2 separate regions of the Mus musculus genome follow, and region 2 is linked to region 1. The links are chromatin contacts, called in public promoter capture Hi-C maps. All regions are on one chromosome and are shown on one strand. The core of a region is the stretch at or near the end of the contact, and the rest is flanking DNA. Distances in the headings are between cores, read along the strand shown. Region 1 holds the start of Gprin1 (G protein-regulated inducer of neurite outgrowth 1). Region 2 has its middle 7.9 kb from the start of Gm31188.

Region 1 (4,243 bases), core at 1,201-3,700:
AGGTTGGTGTCCCAGTTCCCACTCCAAGTTCTCGGTTTCTGAGATGGGATCAGGTCCGGTAAAGGACAGACGGCTTGGCTAGATGTGGGTAGAAGCCCCAACTTGGTCACTAATCTGTTCTGTGACTTTGTGTGGGTTTTCCACACTTGGAGCCTGTGTCTCCCATTTCAATGGCCCGGAGACAAATTCCAAAGGGTCTACTGCTCACCGGTCTGCTGAATCCTTCCTGGTTTGGGAGGAACTCTTAGTAGCTTCCAGACACTAGGCGGCCCAGGCTAGAAGCCCACATCCTCTCCCTCCACGCTACCTCTAGAAGACAGCTCCCTTCTTAGCTCCTCACGCTTAGCCCTGGATCCAGCACTCAGCACTCTCAGGCTCACTTTATCATCTAGACTCTAGCCACAGCAATTTCACAATGGGGCCCCTTGTCCATTTTGTACCACAGACGAGGACACAGAAGTCGGGAGGAAAGACCACCAAGGGCATGAAGCTGGAGGGAGGAAGACTGGGTGGGGTTCAGAGTTCATTGAGTCTGATCTCAAAGCCTGGATTCTTCCCAGTTTATGAATCAACATCTAATGCGTGGCTCTCTTCTTTAATCTTTGTGTGTATGTGTGAACGTGGGCGCGCACATTCTCGTGCACATGTGGAAGTCCGAAGGCAACCTCAGGTGCCAGCTCTTGTCTCCCAAGGTCTCTTGTTCTACACCGGTCTAACTGGCCCTTCGGTTCCTAGGGATTCTCCTCTCTTCCCTCTCACTGTTGGGGTGTGTAATCCAGAATTGGCAGCAGGCTGAATTAACCGTGTAGGTGAATGGCCGGCTCACCTGGTATGCAAATGAGTGAGTGGACTGTTCGTGGAAGACACCAGCAGTAGCCCGTCTGGGCCCAGGACCTGGCTCCTGTGTCCTAATCAAGAAGACCTTGGTGTGCCTTTTGTATAACCGGTGTGTACTGTGCATGTGTGCCTTGTGGAGGGTCACTGGGATCCTGTGTGCCTTGCAGTCTCACCTTGCGGGAGCTAGCCTGGGTGCATAGGTCCTTGTGTTTGGCTCACACGCAGGGCGGTCCTGTGAATGCAGAGATAGGAGGCCAGCCTGGCTTTCCCTTTTCCTCTAGGATTTCTTCCCAGTCTGGAGTCATCTCTACACCCCCAGCCAGGGCCAGAGCTGCTAGGCACCTGCAAACATCTCCTGCTATGGTAACAAGACTGACAAAGGCTTGTGTACATTTGTGAGTGTGACTGAAAAAAATCCCAGTCTTCTGCCACTTGTCCTGTCATCTCCTAGTGTCCCCCCACCCCACGGCGACCCCCCCCCCCGCCCGGCAGCTGCTGCAGGTGAAGGAGTCTGTAACAAAAGGCCTTCTTTGAGAAACACTCCCCAGGCCATCTGTCCATGTGTTCATCCACCAAGCCACAGAAGGGCAAGGATGGATGCTCAAAGGTGTGCGGACTTGTGCTAGTGCCAGTTGAAAAAGAGCAGCAGGCTAAGAGACAATGCAAGGGTGTGCACAGGGTCACAGCCTGCTCCAGGGTGGAGGGTACAGGAGGGGCGTAAGCACGAGCCGGAGCAGTGAGGTTGGATGTCGGTTAGAGTATTGCTGACTTGGATCCAGGATTGATGCTCTGAGTGCGTAGCCTCACCTGGGTTGCACTAGGTGGGTTGCACAGGTGGCCGGATGTGTGAATCTGATGGAATGACCAAAGCCCGTGTGTGTGTGTGTGTGTGTGTGTGTGTGTGTGTGTGTGTGTGTGTGTTCGCGTGTGTATGTGTGTATACCTTTGGCATCGTCCAAAAATGAGGTTCCCAAGCATGAACGCGGTGTGTGACCACGTCCAGGACTGTGTGCCACACTGGGTGTGTGACGGGGTGGGATGAATCAATGAGAGCGGCCCCTCCCCCCGGTGGCGGGAATCGCCCCCTCCCGCACCGCGGTGCGGAACAAAGCGGCGGGCAGCGGAGCTGGACGCGGGGCGGCCTCTGCCCACACCACAGGCCGGGGCCGTTCACCGGGGCCCCGCCCCACCGCGCCCCGCCCCGCCGCCCCCGCCCCGCAGCCCGAGCCCGATGCCCGGCGCGGCCCAGGACCCTGGACAGCGGCCCCGGTCCGCGCGCCCTACGGCCCAACGCGCGCCCGCAGCTTACCCGCGCCGGCTCCTCGTAGCTCCGGCTCGCGCCGCGCAGACCACCCCGGTGCTCCTCGGCCGCGCTGGCGGGCGGACCCGACTCCGCGCCGTCCCTGGTCGGCTGGGCGCCCCGCCCCGGGCATGCGCGCTGGGTGCACTCGGGAGCCGGGAGGGGGCGCCGCGGGGGCGCGCGAGGGCCGGCAGACGCCGCCCGGCCCTGGGGACCGCGCGCCCGCCTGGTGCTCAGCTGGGAGCACCGCGGGCGCACGGGCGGCGGCCGCACCGAAACCCCGGTCTTCCCGATTTGCCTGCTGCCTCAGCGAGGAAATTTCCCGCGTCCCTCTCGGCCGCACTTCCGGCCTCTGCCCCCTCCGCCCCGCCCCCGGCCCTTTGTCTCGCTGCTGCCCACGCTCCGGCGAGTGGCGGCCCTGGGCTGGGAGGCGCTCGGCGTCCTCCCTGCAGCAGCCTCCCCGACGGGGAGTCCGCCCACCCTCTCTGGTCTGGGTATGCCCGGTCTCCTCCTCCTGGATACTCTCCAACAAGTCACCTCGCCTCTTTGAGCCTCAGTTTTTACGTCTGTAACTAGTATTAAATCGCCTCATAGCGATCTTAAAAAAGAAAGTGCTTGAAAGAAGGTGTTTAGGAGTCCACTTGAGTGAACCGCTGAAGGCGTGAGGACTCGCTGCCTGTTTCTCTCTACATTTGAGCAGAGGAGTGGGACCCTGTCCTTGGACTTCTCAGATGCGAACTCTGTGATATCTTGGAAGTGGTAAAAAGATCCCTGTGCCTGAACTGTGAAGCCACTTGCTAGATTACTAATGCAAATGAAAATCTTAGACAGGGACACAGAGCTAAAATTTGACTTTTAGGTGTCAATGGCTTCCATGTCCAATCAGGCCAAGTGAATAGTCTGCGCACTTTTTTTTTTTTTCAAATATGGCTAAGTTTCTTGTTTGTGGTCACACCATTCCTTAGTAGGTCGAATTGGGGTTGCAAATTTATACAGGCCACTTTCTGAAGCCCCACACTTGGGCTTATGTTTTAGTAACCATTGCTTATCTGTTTACCTTACCTTAATAACAGTAAGAAAATCTAGATGGCAAGTGAACATTTAAAATCCACAGGAAAAGCCAGGAGTAGCGACACTGCCTGTAATCCCAGCACTCAGGTGTCTAGAGCAGGTCGGTAATCCTGAGTTCTGAGCCAGCCTGATCTATATAGTGAGTACTTGATCAGCTTGGACAAGACTGATATAATAAAACTAGCAAGACTTTGTTTCCAAAAAAAATCTCAAAACAATGGAATTTATGTCGGAGAGCACGGACCCGTTTTCAGGACCACGGACAGCGCACAGAAGAGTCGCTCTCCTATTTTCTTGGTGCTGAAAATGGTTTTTCCACTGCCCAAGAGGGTACTTAGCTTCAGAATTTACAAACCCTGGTCCACATTCATCATTTCACCTATTGCCAGATGCCCCCTCAAGGTGAGTATTATTGGCTTTCTGGCAAGCAGGAAGGAACCGAGGCTTGGGAGGTCCATGAGACACACAAAAGTGGCAAGAACCAGCTTTGATTTTCAGCAGTCTCACCAGAGGCAGAATGACTCTGGAGCAGAACCAAGTATATTGCGAAGTCTGTGGCAGTGGTTCAGGTGAGGACTGGTTATAAATGAAGCCGCAAGCCTTTGATAAGATGGAGTGGAGGCGACTCTTAACTATTGGGGGGAAGTCAAGTGGTCTTGGTCTTGGATGCTGAGAGACACTTGTGCTGGTCCTCTGAGGTTCCATCTTGTGAATGAAGGACACATTCTGAATGTTGGGGAAAGGAGGTGCCTGTGGGATGATTATCCTAGCATATGAGTTCACAGTTGAGCTTTATGCTTGGCAGCTGGAGGCACAACAGGAAACCCATCAACTGAGAGCTGATGGTGTATGGTGGAGGTCACAGGTGGTAGGGAGGGAGTCAGCACATGGCGGGAAAAGCATTAAACCAACAGGCAAGCATGGACGCCCTTGCACCACCCAAGGACCACAAGGCTGCTGTGAAGATGGGAGGAAGGAAGGACAGTGAGAAAGGAGACATCTTTCCCAAGAAGTCTGGACCCTGAGACAGAAAAA
Region 2 (4,243 bases), core at 1,259-3,758, 130 kb after region 1:
CAGGGTTGGCGTAGGGGACAAGGAGTGTTAATCAGGTGGGACAATGGATAATTTATTAAGTGGAAGCCGAGAATAAGCCAGGCTGGCTACAGCGGATAAAGAACACATTGGTTTATGTAGCAGTCAGGCTTCAGGTATGGCTGGATCCAGGAGTCCTCTGATTACACGTTGCCTGTCAGAGTGCAGAACGTGAGTATGTGGCCAGGAATTTCTGACAGAAGTCTCCAGGTTCTTTCTGACCAGCTGGCACAGGCCAGTGCTCACTCCTTAAACCAAACACTGGGACCAGGAGGACTACATATGCTGTGAGGAGTACATTAATAAGATGTTCCACTGTCAAAGCAAAGTGCCTTGGATGAATATAGGCTTCAGCTGAGCAGAAGGCACAGGCTCCTGCCCCTATGCCAGCCACTCCTGCTTGTCTGGGACTCTTTTTCTTCCTCCATTTCAACACAAAAGCTCATCTCAAGATGGAAAACCACAGGCAGTGTGTGCTGCCTGACTTAAGTGAACACATTGAGGGTGTTTGGGGCTCCTGGTGGTATAAAATTTCGGTGCTATATGGAAAAGTTGTACCCCCTGACACCCAGTCAAAGGTGAGGAGAAGGGAAGGTCCTGCAGTCAGGCCTACTACGAGGACCGTTTCGGGCTGGAGAGATGGTGCAGCAATTATGGGTGTGAATTACTCTTGCAGAGGACCTGAGTTCAGTTCCTAACACCCACACCGGTCGTCTCACAGCCTACTGTAATTCTAGCTCCTGGAAGCTCTGTCACCCTCTTCTGGACTCAGTGGAGGCTGCACTCTCATGCACACATCTACACAGAGACAAATACATACATATATTACTCAAAAATAGTAAATTTTTAAAAATTTAAAAAATGACTGCTTTTACACCCAATTCGTCTTCCTTTTTGTCTGGTTTGGTGCCCAACATTAGTTAGGAAGCAAACCCCACATGAGCTCAACAAGGCCATACATACTCAAACAAGGCCACGCCCACAGCGGTACACCTACTCCAAGAAGCTCACACCTACTGTGACCCACCTACTCCAACAAGGCCACTCCCACTCCATCTGAATAGCGGCCGAGCCTGCCTCACAGGCTTGCTTGCACCTCGCCCCATTGCCTTTCCGAGTAGAATCTGTTCCTCTGCTGCCTGAGAACACCTAGGGAGCGTGGGTTACCTGCTGACCACCAAGGGCTCCCGCTACTTCAGGCTCTGTTCTAAATTCTGACTCACCCTCCCTGCTGCTGGTCTCTCCCGAGCCTTACCCCTGTCACGGGTACTCCAGAACCCTGAGTTTGAGGCCTGGAAAAGACCTGAGCACTTGTCACTAATCTCCACCAAGACCCCCAAACCAGTGAAACACAGATCATCGAAAGCCGCTTAGCCCCCACCTGCCCTGTGATGTGACATTCTGATCTCACTGTGGTTCTTGACTGCGTGCCTCACCAGACTCAGTTTCCCACCTCCCTGCATGAGCAGGACTCTTGAGTGCCACACTCCTGCTGGCATCATGCAGCTGGGATACCCTTTGGCTGAGCCCCTCATTGATCGATCGGTGATCGATGCCTGTGTTCCTCCTTCCGCAGCTCTGCGCCTTGGCCATTTGCATGTGTCTTCTTCATCCTAGACAGCATCCCCTTTCCGTGCTAATTGCTTTGCTGTAATTCTTTGGAGGTAATTTTCTTCTGTTCCCTCGTTTCTGCAGTTAACACCCTCCAATTAATTTCATAGCTCTTGAAAGTTCTCCCACAAGTTGCCCTAAAACCCTCCCAGTGTAACCGTTGAGTGTGATCAGTGTCTCCCGGCACGCCACTCCACACTCCCAGCCTCTACCTCGAGAGACTCTCAGTTTAGAGATGAAAACGCAGACTTCAAGAGTAGAGCATTTTGCCAAAGGGTCTGGGATAGACACGACTGGGGTTTGGGCCTCCAGCTCCAGCTGTCACTAAGCTTCCAGCTGCCGCTCATGGCAGAGAGCGTCATGTGGCTGTCAGCTGTCAGGTGCACACCTGTCCTCTGGAGACCTCAGGGGAACTTGATGGCCACTCACTGGTCCCTCCTCGGGTGATTCTGCAGAGCCCATCCTGAGTGCTGCTCTGAGATGCTCCCCAGAGTGTCAGGACTGAGTGAGACCCATGATCTTAGCAATCTGCACGGACAGGTGAAAGACAGCTCAGTGGTGACATCTCCAGGGGATCGGGGGCGGGGGTGGGTGTGGGTTAAGGGTGGGGGAAGTCCCACACCTGCAGCATTTTCAGAGAAGTGAAAAACGATTTCAGATTCCGTTTTCCCCATCTCTCTCAGCAATCCCCTGATGGTATTTTATCTGGTAAATAGAAGGTCTAGTTGTTATTCTCAATTATGATATTAATTCTCCCAGTGACCCTGGGCTACTCTCCTTCCCTCTCAGAGCCTGTCTCTCCCTGTCACCACCTGCTCAAGGACAAAAAGATGTTCTCGCTGCAAAGAGCAGACGGGGCCTCATTACCCAGCAGGCAGTGCAGGTAGAGCTAAGGGGTGGCCTGTGAGACCTGGGCCTTATTACCCAGCATGCAGTGTGGGCAGGGCTAGGGAGTGGCCCGTGAGAGGAGGGCAGATGTTCCCTCCCTTTTTGTGCCTGTTTAACACCACAGACCCTCTGCCCACCTTCCTATCTGGGCCTGCTTTCTCCCTCCCTCCCTCCCAACCCCTAGCAGCAAATTCCCAACCAGCTGGGCTCCAATCTCACGGCATGGGACTGCTTTAATATTATTTTCTTATTTTTCCCCAGCTATCTCCCCTCCTTGGGAGGCGGGGGACGACAAGGTTGCCACGGGTAATTGGCCTCAGATTTGTTTCCCTCAGCATTCACCGACTCCTCTCCCCTCTCCCTCTCGTTCCCCCCACCCACCTCCTTCTTCCCATGTGGTTTGCTAAGCCATCTGGAATTGGGCCCAGAATTCCCTTCTCCCCCATGTGTGAGCAGGTGTGAGCAGGGAAGGCTAGTCTGAGGGCCATGTGGGAGGCCCAGGCTTTCCCCAGCATGGGCCACTAGATTCAGAAAATGATCTCTTCAGTGACAAAGGGGGGAGGGAAAAAAAAACTCTCTGATAATAAACTGCAAAGACCCCAGGCTGACGATCTGCAAATAACATAAAAACACGTCCCCGGTGGAAAGTTTAATGAGTCTCGCTCTCGTTAGAACAGAAGACTAATTTTAAAGTATTGGTCACTGGGAAGGGAAGGGCATCAGTGGTGCTGGGGCTGCGGGCCAACCTGTAGAAGACAGGTCTTCAGAGCCGGAAGGATCTGAGAGTTCTCACAGGCAGAGCTGCCGGCCCCGTTAGCCCAGAGGCAGGAAGCAGCCTGTCTTATGGGATGGAGAAGCCAGGGACAGTGTCTGTAGGACAGGGAACTCTGTTGCTTGAGAAGACCTTCAAGACAGATCTGTACCAGAGACTCAGGCTACAGTCACAATCCTTAGCAACTCATGGGCCATCAGGCTGTGGCCAGCCATGGGCTAGAGCGAGTCTGAATGGTCCTGGGGTCCTTAGGCAAGGGCAGTGGCCAAGACTGAGCTAGAATTCCTGGAGCCCAAAGGAGAGCCAATGCCCACCCGAGATGGAAGGCTTTTAAGGTTTCAGAAACCAGTCTGGGCCAGCAGGAACCTCAGATGATGGTCAACACACAGCTGGTGGTGGCCCTCAGTGGCCCTTCCACAGAGCTGAGCCTTCCTTGCCCTGCAGCTTTAGCCTCATACACACAGACCTTGGGTCTCAAGAAAATGAGCTACTTGCACTTGAAAGTCTCCCCCTTGGCCAGCCACCTCCCCGGCCCCTCTGGGGTCAGCTTGGGTTGCAGACAGTTCCAGGAGCCTTGCAAGGCAGCCCTCATTCTGTGCTTGCACTGTAGCTGCGTGTAAGGAAGATGTTCACTGTACTTCTGACTTCCAAAGCAGGTGAGCAGGGAAAGGGGCAGGGAGCAAGTGGATCATACATCCTTCCCTCTCTGGCCCACCCTGGGGGAGGGGACTGCCCAGAGACTTGTCAAATGCCACTGGAGGGCGGCAGCCAATGTGGGCAAGCATTGCTTCTCACTTCAAAGCTGGGGCACAGGAAAGAACCTGGGGTGGCCACTGGGTGGTAGGGATGGCTCTGGAGGGAACATCATTCTGGGGCCCTCTGACCCAGTCCAGGATACCCTACTGAATGAATCCTCGTCACCCTGAAAAGGCCTGAGGCACGTGCAGACTCTGG

The links. Promoter capture Hi-C pulls out the DNA fragments that hold promoters and counts their contacts.
Region 2: a promoter capture Hi-C map of hippocampal neurons shows a contact between it and region 1, with 1.7 times the contacts expected there. The contact joins the enhancer-like site here to the promoter of Gprin1 in region 1. A contact is called at or near these places in 5 of 39 promoter capture datasets (the 3T3-L1 cell line, embryonic stem cells, hippocampal neurons and 2 more), 1 of 484 Hi-C or Micro-C datasets (nephron progenitors), 4 of 115 datasets of contacts at active chromatin or transcription factors (embryonic stem cells and stem cell-derived neural progenitor cells) and 5 of 9 other capture datasets (adipose tissue, embryonic stem cells, liver and 2 more).

What each region holds. Positions count from the first base shown.
Region 1 is chr13:54,747,424-54,751,666 of GRCm38.p6, forward strand. Gprin1 (G protein-regulated inducer of neurite outgrowth 1) reads right to left here and starts at 2,451. Exons shown (of 2, transcript NM_001316710.1): 1 at 2,147-2,451.
Region 2 is chr13:54,881,958-54,886,200 of GRCm38.p6, forward strand. No RefSeq gene overlaps it. Among named protein-coding and RNA genes, the nearest start is that of Gm31188, 7.9 kb to the left of the region's middle. Within about 2 kb of position 2,509, at least 32 of the 459 cell types and tissues checked have an H3K27ac peak or open chromatin away from gene starts, as enhancers often do. A contact at or near this core is called in hippocampal neurons, where this site is marked.